2 separate regions of the Rattus norvegicus genome follow, and region 2 is linked to region 1. Evidence: chromatin contacts called from public Hi-C data. All regions are on one chromosome and are shown on one strand. The core of a region is the stretch at or near the end of the contact, and the rest is flanking DNA. Distances in the headings are between cores, read along the strand shown. Region 1 holds the start of Hdhd5 (haloacid dehalogenase like hydrolase domain containing 5). Region 2 overlaps Atp6v1e1 (ATPase H+ transporting V1 subunit E1).

Evidence for each region. A called contact is a pair of places that touch in the nucleus more often than the background predicts.
Region 2: a contact with region 1 is called in a Hi-C map of liver, with 2.2 times the contacts expected there. The contact joins the enhancer-like site here to the promoter of Hdhd5 in region 1. A contact is called at or near these places in 2 of 12 Hi-C or Micro-C datasets (the A7r5 cell line and liver).

What each region holds. Positions count from the first base shown.
Region 1 is chr4:155,423,271-155,430,109 of GRCr8, forward strand. It overlaps Hdhd5 (haloacid dehalogenase like hydrolase domain containing 5), which reads right to left and starts at 2,196. Exons shown (of 8, transcript NM_001107884.1): 1 at 2,057-2,196. The coding sequence starts at 2,182.
Region 2 is chr4:155,699,867-155,706,502 of GRCr8, forward strand. It overlaps Atp6v1e1 (ATPase H+ transporting V1 subunit E1), which reads right to left. Exons shown (of 9, transcript NM_198745.3): 5 at 3,654-3,743; 6 at 2,823-2,891; 7 at 393-487. Among named protein-coding and RNA genes, the nearest start is that of Atp6v1e1, 13 kb to the right of the region's middle. Within about 2 kb of position 3,060, at least 1 of the 93 cell types and tissues checked has an H3K27ac peak or open chromatin away from gene starts, as enhancers often do. A contact at or near this core is called in liver, where this site is marked.

The DNA.
Region 1 (6,839 bases), core at 946-3,445:
GAAAATGTGGTACATCTACACAATGGAATATTACTCAGCTATCAAAAACAATGACTTTATGAAATTCGTAGGCAAATGGTTGGAACTGGAAAATATCATCCTGAGTGAGGTAACCCAATCACAGAGAAACACACATGGTATGCACTCACTGATAAGTGGCTATTAGCCCAAATGCTTGAATTACCCTAGATGCCTAGAACACAGGAAACTCAAGACGGATGATCAAAATGTGAATGCTTCACCCCTTATTTAAAAGGGGAACAAAAATACCCTTGGCAGGGAATAGAGAGGCAAAGATTAAAACAGATACAGAAGGAACACCCATTCAGAGCCTGCCCCACATGTGGCCCATACATATACAGTCATCCAATTAGACAAGATGGATGAAGCAAAGAAGTGCAGGCCGACAGGAGCAGGATGTAGATCGCTCCTGAGAGACACAGCCAGAATACAGCAAATACAGAGGCGAATGCCAGCAGCAAACCACTGAACTGAGAATAGGACCCCCGTTGAAGGAATCAGAGAAAGAACTCGAAGAGCTTGAAGGAGCTCGAGACCCCTTATGAACAACTATGCCAAGCAACCAGAGCTTCCGGGGACTAAGCCACTACCTAAAGACTATACATGGACTGACCCTGGACTCTGACCTCATAGGTAGCAATGAATATTCTAGTAAGATCACCAGTGGAAGGGGAAGCCCTGGGTCCTGCTAAGACTGAACCCCCAGTGAACGTGATTGTTGGGGGGAGGGTGGCAATGGGGGGAGGATGGGGAGGGGAACACCCACAAAGAAGGGGAGGGGGAGGGATTAGGGGGATGTTTGCCTGGAAACCGGGAAAGGAAATAACACTCGAAATGTAAATAAGAAATACTCAAGTTAATAAAAACAAATAAATAAATAAATAAATAAATAAATAAATAAATAAAACACCTCTTTTTAAAGGTTCCCACATAGTTTAGGGTTGAAATGATAAGAACCCCAGGATTTAAAGTCTTACAGCTGCAAAGTGGGAGAGATAAGCAGGCATGCCAAAACGCTGTGACTGTTTATCTGAAAGATAAAAATTTGGAATTCGGGCTGGAGAGATGGCTCAGCGGTTAAGAGCACCTGACTGCTCTTCCAGAGGTCCTGAGTTCAATTCCCAGCAACCACATGGTGGCTCACAACCATATGTAAAGAGATCCGATGCCCTCTTCTGGTGTATCTGAAGACAGCTACAGTGTACTTATATATAATAAATGAATAAATAAATCTTTAAAAAAAAATTTGGAATTCATACTCTCTCTTAATTTTTGGAAACTCACATAAAAAAAAAAAAATCAAAGCCCAGCAAGATGGCTGTTAAAAGAGTTTGCTATGAGGAAGCACAAGGTCCTGGGTTCGATCCCCAGCCCCGGAAAAAAGAAAAAAAAAAAAAAAAGAGTTTGCTTTGTAAACCTGAAGACATATGAGTTCCATACAACACACACTGGAAGGTGAGATCCTCAAAGTTGTTCTCTAACCTACCTACATATACCTACTTCTCTTTCTCTCTCTCTCTCTCTCTCTCTCTCTCTCTCTCTCTCTCTCTCTCTCCCACACACACACACACACACACACACACACTGATCATGGTGGTGGTGGTGGTGGTGGTGGTGGTGGTGGTGGTGGTGGTGATGATGATGATGATGATGATGATAAAAGCTCCTTTGCCTTGACGGCTGCACTCCTGAGCCGTACACTGGTCATATTCAGTTACCTTTTTAGAAATACGAATCCGCAAGTCTTTACTTCAAACAGAAGTGGAAACGAATTAACTGCTGAGGAACATTCCTGACGCGCGGGAAGGAGCTGCGAACCCACGCAACGCTGACCTGGGTTTGGTTCGGATCGTTTTCCTGGGACACGGACTCTTCCAGCGGGCGGAAGGTGAGCACCCGGACACCGCCTCGTAAAGGACCAAGGATTCCGCGGCTCCACGGTCTCCGGGAGGGCGGCCCCAGGCCAGGATGCTCGATGCCCCGCACGGCCCTCCCACCCACCAGCCCTGGGAGTGCAGACCCCATGCGTCCTCACCTCAGCGCGGTCCGCGACGTAGCCCCTCCGGGGTCCGTAGCCCTGGAACTCCGCGGACAGGCGCACAGGCAGCTTCCACAGACAGCGCCCGGGGCCGAGAACCCCCAGCCGGGCGAGCGCAGCCATCGCGCTCGTCGCGCGCACGCGTAGACTGCGGGTCTCGCCTACTCTGGAGCCCCCTCCCCGCGCACAACCGAGCAACCAATCAGCGGCCGCCCGCGCGGAGCCTCTCGGGGGTGGTAGTCCGACCATACTCCACGGACTCGAAGTCCCAGTGCGGAGCAGAGAGCGTGCGGGCGGCGTTCGCGTCTCTGTAGTTGTATAGAGAGGCTCTGAGTCTCTCGCTTCGCCGAGAGGAGACTTGGGGTCAGCAAGTTGGTGAGCGCGGCCACCCGGGCTGGGAGGACAGACACCTGACCAATCAGTGCATCTGCTGACTTCCGGAAGCGTGTTTCTCGGCCGAAGTCTCAACTCCAGAAACCTTACTTGGTGACTTTTTGGAGCTGGGGCGACCGTGTGGAACTAGGCAGCCTGACTTTGAATCCGAGGTTGAGGAAGAAGAACTTTGTTTTGAGGCCCACGTCCTCTGAGCTTCATCCAAAGAATGTTGAATGGAGTGCTGCTTTTTTTTTTTTTTTAAGATTTTATAGGGCTGGGGATTTAGCTCAGTGGTAGAGCGCTTACCTAGGAAGCGCAAGGCCCTGGGTTCGGTCCCCAGCTCTGAAAAAAAGAACCAAAAAAAAAAAAAAAGATTTTATTTATTTATTTATGCATATGAGCACACTGTCGCTGTCTTCAGACACACCAGAAGAGGGCACAGATCCCATTATAGATGGTTGTGAGCCACCTTGTGGTTGCTGGGAATTGAATTCTGGACCTTGGCAAGAGCAGTCAATGCTCTTAACCACTGAGCCATCTCTCCAGCCCGGCGCTGCATCTTACTCTTTAAAAATCCTTTTATTCGGTAAACATGCGTGACAGTCCTATTTCCTGTGGGCTCTGACCCAAAACCCGGGAAAGCCACATGTTGAATGATCTCCTTGATTCACACTTGGTAGGTAGGTGGGTATTGATGTGCGAAAACAAGGTGAAAATGGTCATTGTCGGAAGTCAGATAATGTCAGAAGTCAGATAATGAATTCAACAAACATGTAAGGTGTACAGCTAAGCACTCTGCGGAGAGAATGCTTCAGTCAGTGGGGGTAGAGGGGGGGGGAGTGAGCCTACAGTGTATCTCACTTCAGTTGTGTGCATGGCTTCTCAGCTTTGAAGGCTAAGATCAGAAATCACAGGGGGTTGGGGATTTAGCTCAGTGGTAGAGCGCTTGCCTAGGAAGCGCAAGGCCCTGGGTTCGGTCCCCAGCTCCGAAAAAAAAGAAAAAGGAAAAAAAAAATCACAGTAACCACTGTTGAGGAAAAATTGGAAGATGTATTGCCGTTAGTCAAACCTGCCATGGCACACAGCACATTCCAGCCAAGAGATACAGCTGTATAGGTTTTTTTTTTAACCTCTTCCTGCTATTCAAATAAACTAATTTAGGAAACGGTGAGTGGTGGCTCATACCTATAATCCCAGCGCTCCAGAGGCTGGCAGGAGGATCACCCCAAGACATTGTCTAAATAATAGTAGTAGTAGTAGTAGTAGTAGTAGTAGTAGTAGTAGTAGTAGTAGTAATATAAAGAAACCGATTTAGCAGCTAGTAGCCTTTAATTGTATCCACACTTGTTCTAGTGACAGCCTCCTGTGAAAACATATTTTACCCCTCACCAGATAGGAGTCTTCAGAACTCAGTCTTCAACCCATCCTGCCCAGAGTGGGGATGCAAATGGTGAGAGTGCCTCTGAAAGCAACAGGATACATAAAAACATATGAGAGAGAAAGTGTAAAACACAGCTTCTGTTCTGAATGGCTACTACGGAAGTTCACTGAACTGTGTAGTCTGGGTCTGTGACTTTTTTTCTCCAATTCTTTTTATAATAAAGTTAAAAAACAAAAACAAACCTGGAACCTTGGGGCAGTGGTAGCCCTTGCCTTTAATCCCAGCCCTCTCAAGGCAGAGGCAGGAAAATCTGGTTTACAGAGGGGGTTTCCAGAAGAGCCAGGGCTATACAGAGAAGCCCTGTCTCACCCTCCTCTTTCCCTCCCCCTGAAAAAAAAAAAAGATCAATAACCAAAATACTAATGATCCTTTAAATCCTAAAAGATAATCATTTTAAAAATTGCTTAACCAGACTAAAAGCTTGCAAAAGTATCTTATGACTTACGGATAAATCATAACACCATAATTTCAGATGTATTTTACTTTGTGTATATGAGTGTTTTACCTGCATGAGTGTTTGTGAACAATGTGCATGTCTGTCAGATCCCCTAAACTGGGATTTGGACAGTTTTAAGTCATCATGTAAGGTATGGGAATCGAACCTGGCTCCAACAAATGCTCTTAACCAATGAGCCCCCTATCCAACCCTCATAATTTTCTTTGAAAAGCCATTTTCATATGTAATTGTTATTCTTTTTTCTTTGTTCCCAGGCAAGGTTTCTCTGTATAGCCCTAGCTGTCCTGGAACTAGTTCTGTGCTAGGATTAAAAGCATGTGTCACCACCACTGCCTGGCCATTTTTTGTTTGTTTGTTTGTTTTGTTTTTTTCTTTTTTTCCGGAGCTGGGGACCGAATACAGGGCCTTGCGCTTGCTAGGCAAGTGCTCTCTGGCCATTGTTTTTAAGACAAGTTTTCAACATGTGATTCTGGTCAGTCTGGAACTCAACTATGTAATGAAGGTTAGCCTGGAATTCACAGAGATCCAGCTGCCTCTGCCTGTCAAGTGCTGGGATAATCCACTATGGCTGGCATCCCCAAGTAATTGTAGATTGTTCAAGATTCAGTTAAAACTACATCACTTGCTGCATTTGATTGTCTTTAAGCTCAAAGGAAAAGGTCTTTAAAAAAAAAGATTTATTTATTATATGCAAGGACACTGTAGCTGTCTTCAGACACACAGGAAGAGGGCATCAGATCTCATTACAGGTGGTTGTGAGCCACCATGTGGTTGCTGGGATTTGAACTCAGGACCTCTGGAAGAGCAGTCAGTGCTCTTAACCGCTGAGCCATCTCTCCAGCCCCCTGGAAATGATCTTTTTAAACAAAGACAGTGTAGGGCTGCTCTTTGGAGAGGACCTGGTTTAATTCCCAGCACCCGCTTCGAAGCTCACACCTGTCTGTGACTCTGGTTCCGGGGCTTCTGACACCCTCAGTCAGACACACACGCCGTCAAAACACCAGTGAACATAAGCACAAACAGTTTCTAGGTGCCTGTTAGAACAAGGCTTTAACCTTGGATGAATAGGTAAATTTGTAGGTAAGGAAAAAACTTACATAAAGGTCTGCAGACTCTTAACATCTTTCAGCTATATTTATACCTGTTAGATATTTAAGATACACTATGCAGGTTATGGAGAAGCATGACATCCCTGGACCCAGAAGCGAGCGTCCTGTCCAGTCTGTGCCACAGAATTATCTTCCTTTGGTCCTCCAGAGAAAAAGGAACTATGGGGGTTGGGGATTTAGCTCAGCGGTAGAGCGCTTGCCTAGCAAGCGCAAGGCCCTGGGTTCGATCCCCAGCTCTGAAAAAAAAAGAAAAAAGAAAAAAAAAAAAGGAACTATTTATTACCTCTTCCCCCTCCCCCTCCCTCTCCTTCTCCCATCCCCCACCCCCTCCTCCTCCTCCCCCCTCCCCCACCCCCTCCACCTCTTCTTCCTCTTCCTCCTCTTCCTCCTCCTCCTCCTCCTCCTCCTCCTCCCTCTTCCTCCTCCTCCTCGGGATGGAGCAAATACCTTTTGTATCCAAAACTTCAGTGATATGGTTCACATGTGAGCTTTTTGACTCTCTGATGACCTGAGTCTCATCTCTGGGACTCACATGGCCGGAGGAAGGAACTGACTCCTGCAAGTTGTTCCCTTTCGGGGGCTAGAGAGTTGGCTCGGAGGTTAAGAACATTGTTGTTTCAAAGGACCCAGGTTCCATTCCCAGCACCCACAAGGAGGCTCACCACCTCCTCAAGCATCAGTGTGTGTGGTGCACAGTCACACGTGAAGGCAAAGCACTTGTTCGTATAAAACAATAAAAACAGAGGAAAAAGTCTTTGGCTAGGTGAGCAGTAGCTGCTTACACCTTTAACCCAGCACTCAGGAGGCAGAGGCAGGAGGATCTCTGTTGGAGGCCAGCCTGGTTTACCAAGCAGGTTCCAGGGCAGCCAGGGCTACACAGAGAAACCCTGTCTGCTCTTCCAGAAGACCTGAGTTCTAGTACCAGCGACAATTTGCGGCTAACTGCCTGTAACTCCAGATGATCCTGTAAGGCTCAAAGTGAGTCTTTACTACAGGGAGTCACAAGAACGGAGTTCGATGCAAACCACAGAGGTTTATTTTTCCAGCATGTCGGGGTTGACCCTCAATCAGCCCCTCGTGGCGAGTGACTAGAAAGTGATCCTAAATGGCTATCATAAGCAGTTGTTATACTTCTTAGGGGTACAGGTTACATCAGCAAGGTTACAGTTTAAATGTATTGGCTAAGCATATTGACCTTTGAATCTATTGGCTAGCAAGCATCTGACATGCATTCGAACTCTATCTGGGACCAGAGGGTCAGGTGACTATCAGTCGGTACACTCTGTGGTTTTTCAAGAATGTCCCTGCTCCTCCCGAGAACTGTGGGTGAGGAATGGAACTTGGCCCAGCCTTGAACCGAGGCGGGAAGCTGGTACTTGGCCTAATCTTGACCTGAGG
Region 2 (6,636 bases), core at 1,810-4,309, 280 kb after region 1:
CTGTAAGGCATTTTCTCAACAGGATTGATGGGGGAGGGCCCAACCGTGATGGCTAGTGCCATCCGTGAGGGGGTGGGCTTGGGTTCTATAAGAAAGCTAGCTGAGTATGTCATAAGAAGCAAGCCAGTAAGCAGCACCCTCCTTGGCCTCTGCATCAGCTCCTGCCTCCAGGTCCTGCCCTGCTTAAGTTCCTGTTCTGACTTCCTTCAGAGATGGGATGTGATTGGCCAGGTGTAAGCCAAACCGTTTCCTCCCGTTTTCGGTCATGGTGCTGCAGCGATAGAAACCAACTGCTCCCCACAACCCCAGTAACAATAGATAAAACGCTTTCTGAGAGGCTTAGCACCAAGGTCAGTCCAATAACCAGAAGCAGCTTTAACAGAGATCCGTACATGTCCTCAGGCAGGTAGGCCTCCTGGTCAATCTGGACGTCAACATCTTTTTTGGTGGCAATTTTATACATAGGTATTGCTTTCTGTACTGCAGCCTGGGGAAAACAAACAGAAAACAATGAAAGATTTTCAAGTAAAAGCAAGTTTTGTTGCTGAGGTCCTAACGATGCCATTCCTGAGGAAGAGGGGGAAAAAAAAATGGGAGTCTGCACACAGGTGGGAGGAAGAGACATAGGTCTTCTGTAAAGATTATTCAATGGGCCTGGCAACTGGACATACCAGGGACTCCAGGGACAGTGCCAACCAGCTCAGGTGTGAGGTGTGGGCGGCAGTGTGGTCAGCGGTATGGTGGGGATGGAGCTTTGGCAGCTTCCGAGGCTTCCTAAGAGGCTTCACGGCCCTTGAGACAGCAACAATGAAGAATTCACTTGGCTGGAGAGCTGGTTAGGTTAAGAACAAAGGCTCTTCCAGAGGGCTAGGGCATGATTCCTAGAACCCCACAAGGCAGATCACAGCCATTTGAGTCCAGGTCCAGAGAACCCACCACCCTGTTCAGGCCTGGGAGGACACCAGGCACACAGATGCTACATGCAGGCAGAAGACCCACACACAAAAACAATTTAACTGAAGCACTGCCGAGTCTGAGGACACGAGAGTCTTCTGTGCACTGAGGGCAGGTATGGAGAACAGCACGACCGCTCAGAAAACTGTACAGCCCTTCCTTCCTCAAGAGCTTCCTCAGGCATTTGGCTCACAGCAGCCACTTCAGAGACCTGCCACATACTACTTCTCAACTGTGGCTGCTTCACTGGAGTGGCAATAAAAGCAAACTTCCAGCTTCAAGAATCTTAAATAAAAGGGTGAAGGCCAGGTACTATGACTCACCTGGGAGTCAGGTGAGTTTGAGGCCAGCCTGGTCTATATAGGAAGCCCCAGACAGACAGACACCAAAAGACAGAAGGTGCTTCTACCGAGAATAAACAAGCAAAGCATGGGCCACTTTAAAAACTTTTGTTTTTACCATCTTCATTTGTGAATACACAAAGGTCAGAGGAGAACTTATAGGGAGGAATACCTCTATCTTTCCACAGCTTTACCTGTGGAGCCATTTTGCCTGTGCCCAGTTGGTTTTTTTTTAATCTTTATTAACTTGAGTATTTCTTATTTACATTTCGATTGTTATTCCCTTTCCCGGTTTCCGGGCCAACATCCCCCAACCCCTCCCCCCCCTTCTATATGGGCTTCCCCTCCCCATCCTCCCCCCATTGTCGCCCTCCCCGCAACAGTCTAGTTCACTGGGGGTTCAGTCTTGGCAGGACCCAGGGCTTCCCCTTCCACTGGTGCTCTTACTAGGATATTCATTGCTACCTATGAGGTCAGAGTCCAGGGTCAGTCCATGGATAGTCTTTGGGTAGTGGCTTAGTCCCTGGAAGCTCTGGTTGCTTGGCATTGTTGTTCATATGGGGTCTTGAGCCCCTTCAAGCTCTTCCAATCCTTTCTCTGATTCCTTCAATGGGGGTCCCTTTCTCAGTTCAGTGGATTATTGCTAGCATTCGCCTACGTATTTGCTGTATTTTTTTTTTTAAGATTTATTCATTTATTATATATAAGTACACTGTAGCTGTCTTCAGACACACCAGAAGAGGGCATTGGATCTCTCTTTTTTTTTTTTGGTTCTTTTTTTCAGAGCTGGGGACCGAACCCAGGGCCTTGCGCTTCCTAGGCAAGCGCTCTACCACTGAGCTAAATCCCCAAACCTGCATCGGATCTCTTTACAGATGGTTGCGAGCCACCATGTGGTTGCTGGGAATTGAACTCAGGACCTCTGGAAGAGCAGTCGGGGCTCTTAACCGCTGAGCCATCTCTCCAGCCCCCCAGTCTGTCTTATATACTGGATACTACTACATATCATTGTCTTGGCTAGTTTTATGTCAACTTGACACATGCTAAAGTTCCTTGGCAAGAGGACTATCAACGGGGAAAATGTCCCCGTAAGACTGTCCTGCAGGTAAGAATGTCTGCAAGGCATTTTCTTAATTAGTGGTTGATGTGGGAGGGTTCAGCCTATCGTGGGTGCTACCACCCATGGCTGGTGGTCTGAGCTCTACAAGAAAACAGGTGAAAGTTGGGTGTCGTAACGCATGCGCTTAATTCCAGCTAGATTCAGAGGTAAGAGGATCCCTCTGAATTCAAGGCCAGTCTACTCTACATAGCAAGCTCCGGGTCAACCAGGAACTTGAGACCCTGTTTCAAGGGTGAGCAAGCCAGTCAGTAAGCATCACTCTCCCCAGCCTCTGCCTTAGTTCCTGCCTCGAGGTCCTGCCCTGACTTCCCTAAGTGATATCATTCTACCAACTGTAACACTTTGACCCCTTTTTTTCAACAGCAATGACAACTACTGCTAATAATAATAGTAACAAAGGTTTTTACCTTCACCAAAGGGAAATCTTGTTTTCTGCAGCGCACAATCATTCGAGGTTCCAACAGCTGGTACAAGCCCTGTAAAAAGAAAGCAGCAGAGTCTGTAGAGGAAAATACAGCACAGCAGTGTCCTGCAGTTCTTTCCGGTGTCACCGGGAAGCTGCAAAGACCACAGGCAGCACGAGAACACAGATTACACGGCCTGGTATTAACATCGACACAGACTGGAACCATGGACTTTGAATGGCCAATGAAATTCCCATGGAGTCCTGTTAGCCGGACTGAGGACAAGCACTCTGGATTAACATGAGTAAGAGAAAGAGACCATAACCCAGGAGCAAACAACTGCTTGACTTTTCTGTTTGTGCAGTGCTAGGGATTGGACCTGCGGGTCTCTCACATGTTAAACGAGCATTGTGCCTTTACCACCAAACTATGTCCTCAGCACTAACCGTGAGGTTAAAGCCAAGTGTTTCAAAGGTCGAATCAATGCGGGAGAGTAAAACTGCAGGCCGGCAGATTTAACCAGAAAGGTAGGAAGAACCCTATAATCAGAGGGAATAATAGTAACACCCTTGGGGTTGGGGATTTAGCTCAGTGGTAGAGCGCTTGCCTAGGAAGCGCAAGGCCCTGGGTTCGGTCCCCAGCTCCGAAAAAAAGAACCAAAAAAAAGGTAACACCCTCAAGTCTTAGACAGATGAGATGTCGCCATCTTATGCAACACACCAGACACAGGAAAGAGGAAGAAAGCAGTTAGGGGGAACGGAGCCGCTCTCTGGCAGACGTTTTTAAAGGCCTTAGAACCGCAGCTGTGTGTGCAGCCTGGGCATAGAAGCGTACCTGGAGGACCAGCCCGTCCAGCAGCACCTGGTACCTGGTCGTATCTTTTACCACCTTGCTGAGTCTCTGTTTTGCCTCATTCAGCAGATCCTGCAAAGAGTGGAAAGAAGACGTGTTATGGCCACGTACATCCCTGTTACATCCGAGCTACATCTACCTTACAGCCGCCATCCAGCTCGTGTGCTCACCTCACACCACACTCCTGGGTTTTCACTAAACACACAGATAGCGTATGTGACTGTGCCACAGACACTGCTAAATGCTGGTGGGAAACACCATTCCTGTTCTTAAAGAGTTCATGCTAGATCTGCTTGGCCCCAAAACCTGGAAAGATCTACAAGCCTGCGATTCCAATCCAGACGGGGAAGAAGGGCTGTTGAGTGTTGAAGCCAGCATGGTGGTTTATGCTTGCATGCTGGGTCAGTGGAACGACCGAGTCCAGGGCCTCACTCAACTACACAAGAGTTCCAGATTTTAAGGCTACTGGCACCTTGTCTCTAAAACAGCCAGGCGCATACACACCTTTAATCCCAGCACTCAGGAGGCACAGGCAGGTGGAGCTCAGTGAGTTCCGGGCCAGCCTGGTCTACAGAGCAAGTTCCGTGATAGCCAGGGCCACACAGAGAAACACTGTCTTAAAAAAAAACAAAACAAGCCAAGCAACCATGACCAATGAAACCAGCAACCATCTGGGTCAGTTGGTAATGTCTGCTTAGCATGCAAGAAGCCCTGGGCTTGGACACCACCCCCTGCACCCCAAACTACATTCCACAGAAGCCCAGCCCTTAGTGGGGGCAGGAAGCTCAGAAGTTTAAGGTCATCCTTGGCTACACAAGAACATCTAAGCCAGGCCAAGCTACACGCTGGTACTTGGCATAGAGTGGGTTTCATGCCCTGAACAGTAATTATGTAGACAATTCAACTATGAAACACTCTTATAAAGAGCCGGAGTGGTACACCTGTTTCAGTCCCAACAAAACAAACAACTACAAACGCCAAAAACAAACCAAGCAATCTTTTTTTTTTTCTTTTTTCTTTTTTTCGGAGCTGGGGACCGAACCCAGGGCCTTGCGCTCACTAGGCAAGCGCTCTACCACTGAGCTAAATCCCCAACCCCCAAACCAAGCAATCTTATTGAGTACAGCTGGGTTTGGGGATCCAGCTCAGGAGTGAAGTACAGCTAACATGCACAAGCCCTGGGTCCTGTCACTGGCTGTAAAAGGACAAGCTATCAAGTGAATCGCAGTATAAATGTATGTAGGTCAGCGAGGGACAACCAAGCTGGACCACTGTCTCCCAGCTTCCCCTCTGAAGCAGCTCTCTAGACAAGCCCAGGGAAGATGGGGATGCTTCTCTCCTAGGTGACCAGTGGTCCTGCACAATTTGGTTGCTCAAAACAGTTCTACATCTAATTCCCTTCTTGTTTTTGACAGTCTCACTATGTACCCATGGCTGACCTGGAACTCACAGTGTAGCCCAGGGTGACTTCAAACTTTCAATGCATCCCCTGTCCCCCACCTGAATGTTGGGGATGCAGGCGTGCACCACCATGCCCAGTATCATGTGGTGCTGGGGAGCCAGTCACACCAGTGCCAGAGCTTCCCAGACATGAGGCATGCTCACTGTTCCAGTTTCAAACATTCTGCCACAAAGGAAGACGGTCTCCACGCCTCACCAGCCCCAGTGAGTATTTTGCTGTAGAATAAAATAACTAAAATAAAGTTCTTTACAAAGAATTGTACAGTTTTCTGGATCAATCTGACCTCAAACTATCAGGAGAAGCACACACATACAGCTGGGTGGTGGTGGTGCACGCTGTTAATCCCAGCACTCAGGTGGCAGAGGCAGGCAGAGCTCTGTGAGTTTGAGGCCAGCCTGGTCTACAGAGTGAGTTCTAGGACAGCCAGGGCGCACACATGCATGCACACATGCATGCACACGCACACGCACACACACTTCGAGAGGACTGGAGAGAGGGCCTGGTGGTTAAGGGCACTGATTACCCTTGCAGAGGTCTGATTTCCATCACCTACAGCACTGGCTTCCAACTGTAGCTTCAATTCTAGGGAGTCTGACTCCCTTTCTGGGCTCCAAAGGTACGAGGTGTGCACATGATACATAGACATACATACAAAGAATCCACACATTTAAGAAGAAATTCATGGGGTTGGGGATTTAGCTCAGTGGTAGAGCGCTTGCCTAGCAAGCGCAAGGTCCTGGGTTCGGTCCCCAGCTCCAAAAAAAATAAAAGGGAAAAAAAAAAAAAAAAAAAGAAATTCATGAGGACAAGGCGTGAGAACATTTTTTTCCTTTGAGACAGGATCTTAGCCCTGAGGCCTAGGCTGGCCTCAAACTATAACCCTGACTGACCTAAACCAAGCGATCTTCCTGCCTCCCCCTTCTCGGTGCTGATGTCACAGGTGTGCCCCTGGGCTGGCGGGCTGTGGAACTCTGGTGTTTCCATTTGGAAGAAGCCTGTGCGTCCACAGCAAGTAGCGACACAGTTAGCATCCTTTCAGACTCTAACCCTAAGTCGAGACCTCACTGCTGAGGCAAGGGCTCACGTTCTGTAGGCTTTCTTCCCAGACAAGCCACAATGCTTTCTGAAGGACAGTTTTCTTATTTTTTTTTTAATTTATTCATTTATTATATATAAGTCCACTGTAACTGTCTTCAGATACACACTAGGTACAGACAAGGGCATCGGATCTCTTTACAGATGGTTGTGAGCCACCATGTGGTTGCTGGGAATTGAACTCAGGACCTCTGGAAGAGCAGACGATGCTCTTAACCACTGAGCCATCTCTCCAGCCCGACAGTTTTCTTATTAAACGGAGTCTACACTCTCTCATACTACATATGCTGTTTGTGATACTGCCCACTAAATAAAACAACAAAAAGCTTTTTTTTCTTTTTGAGACAGGGTTTTGTTGTACAGTCCTGGCTGTCCTGGAACTTGGAAATCCTCCTGCTTCTGCCTCCT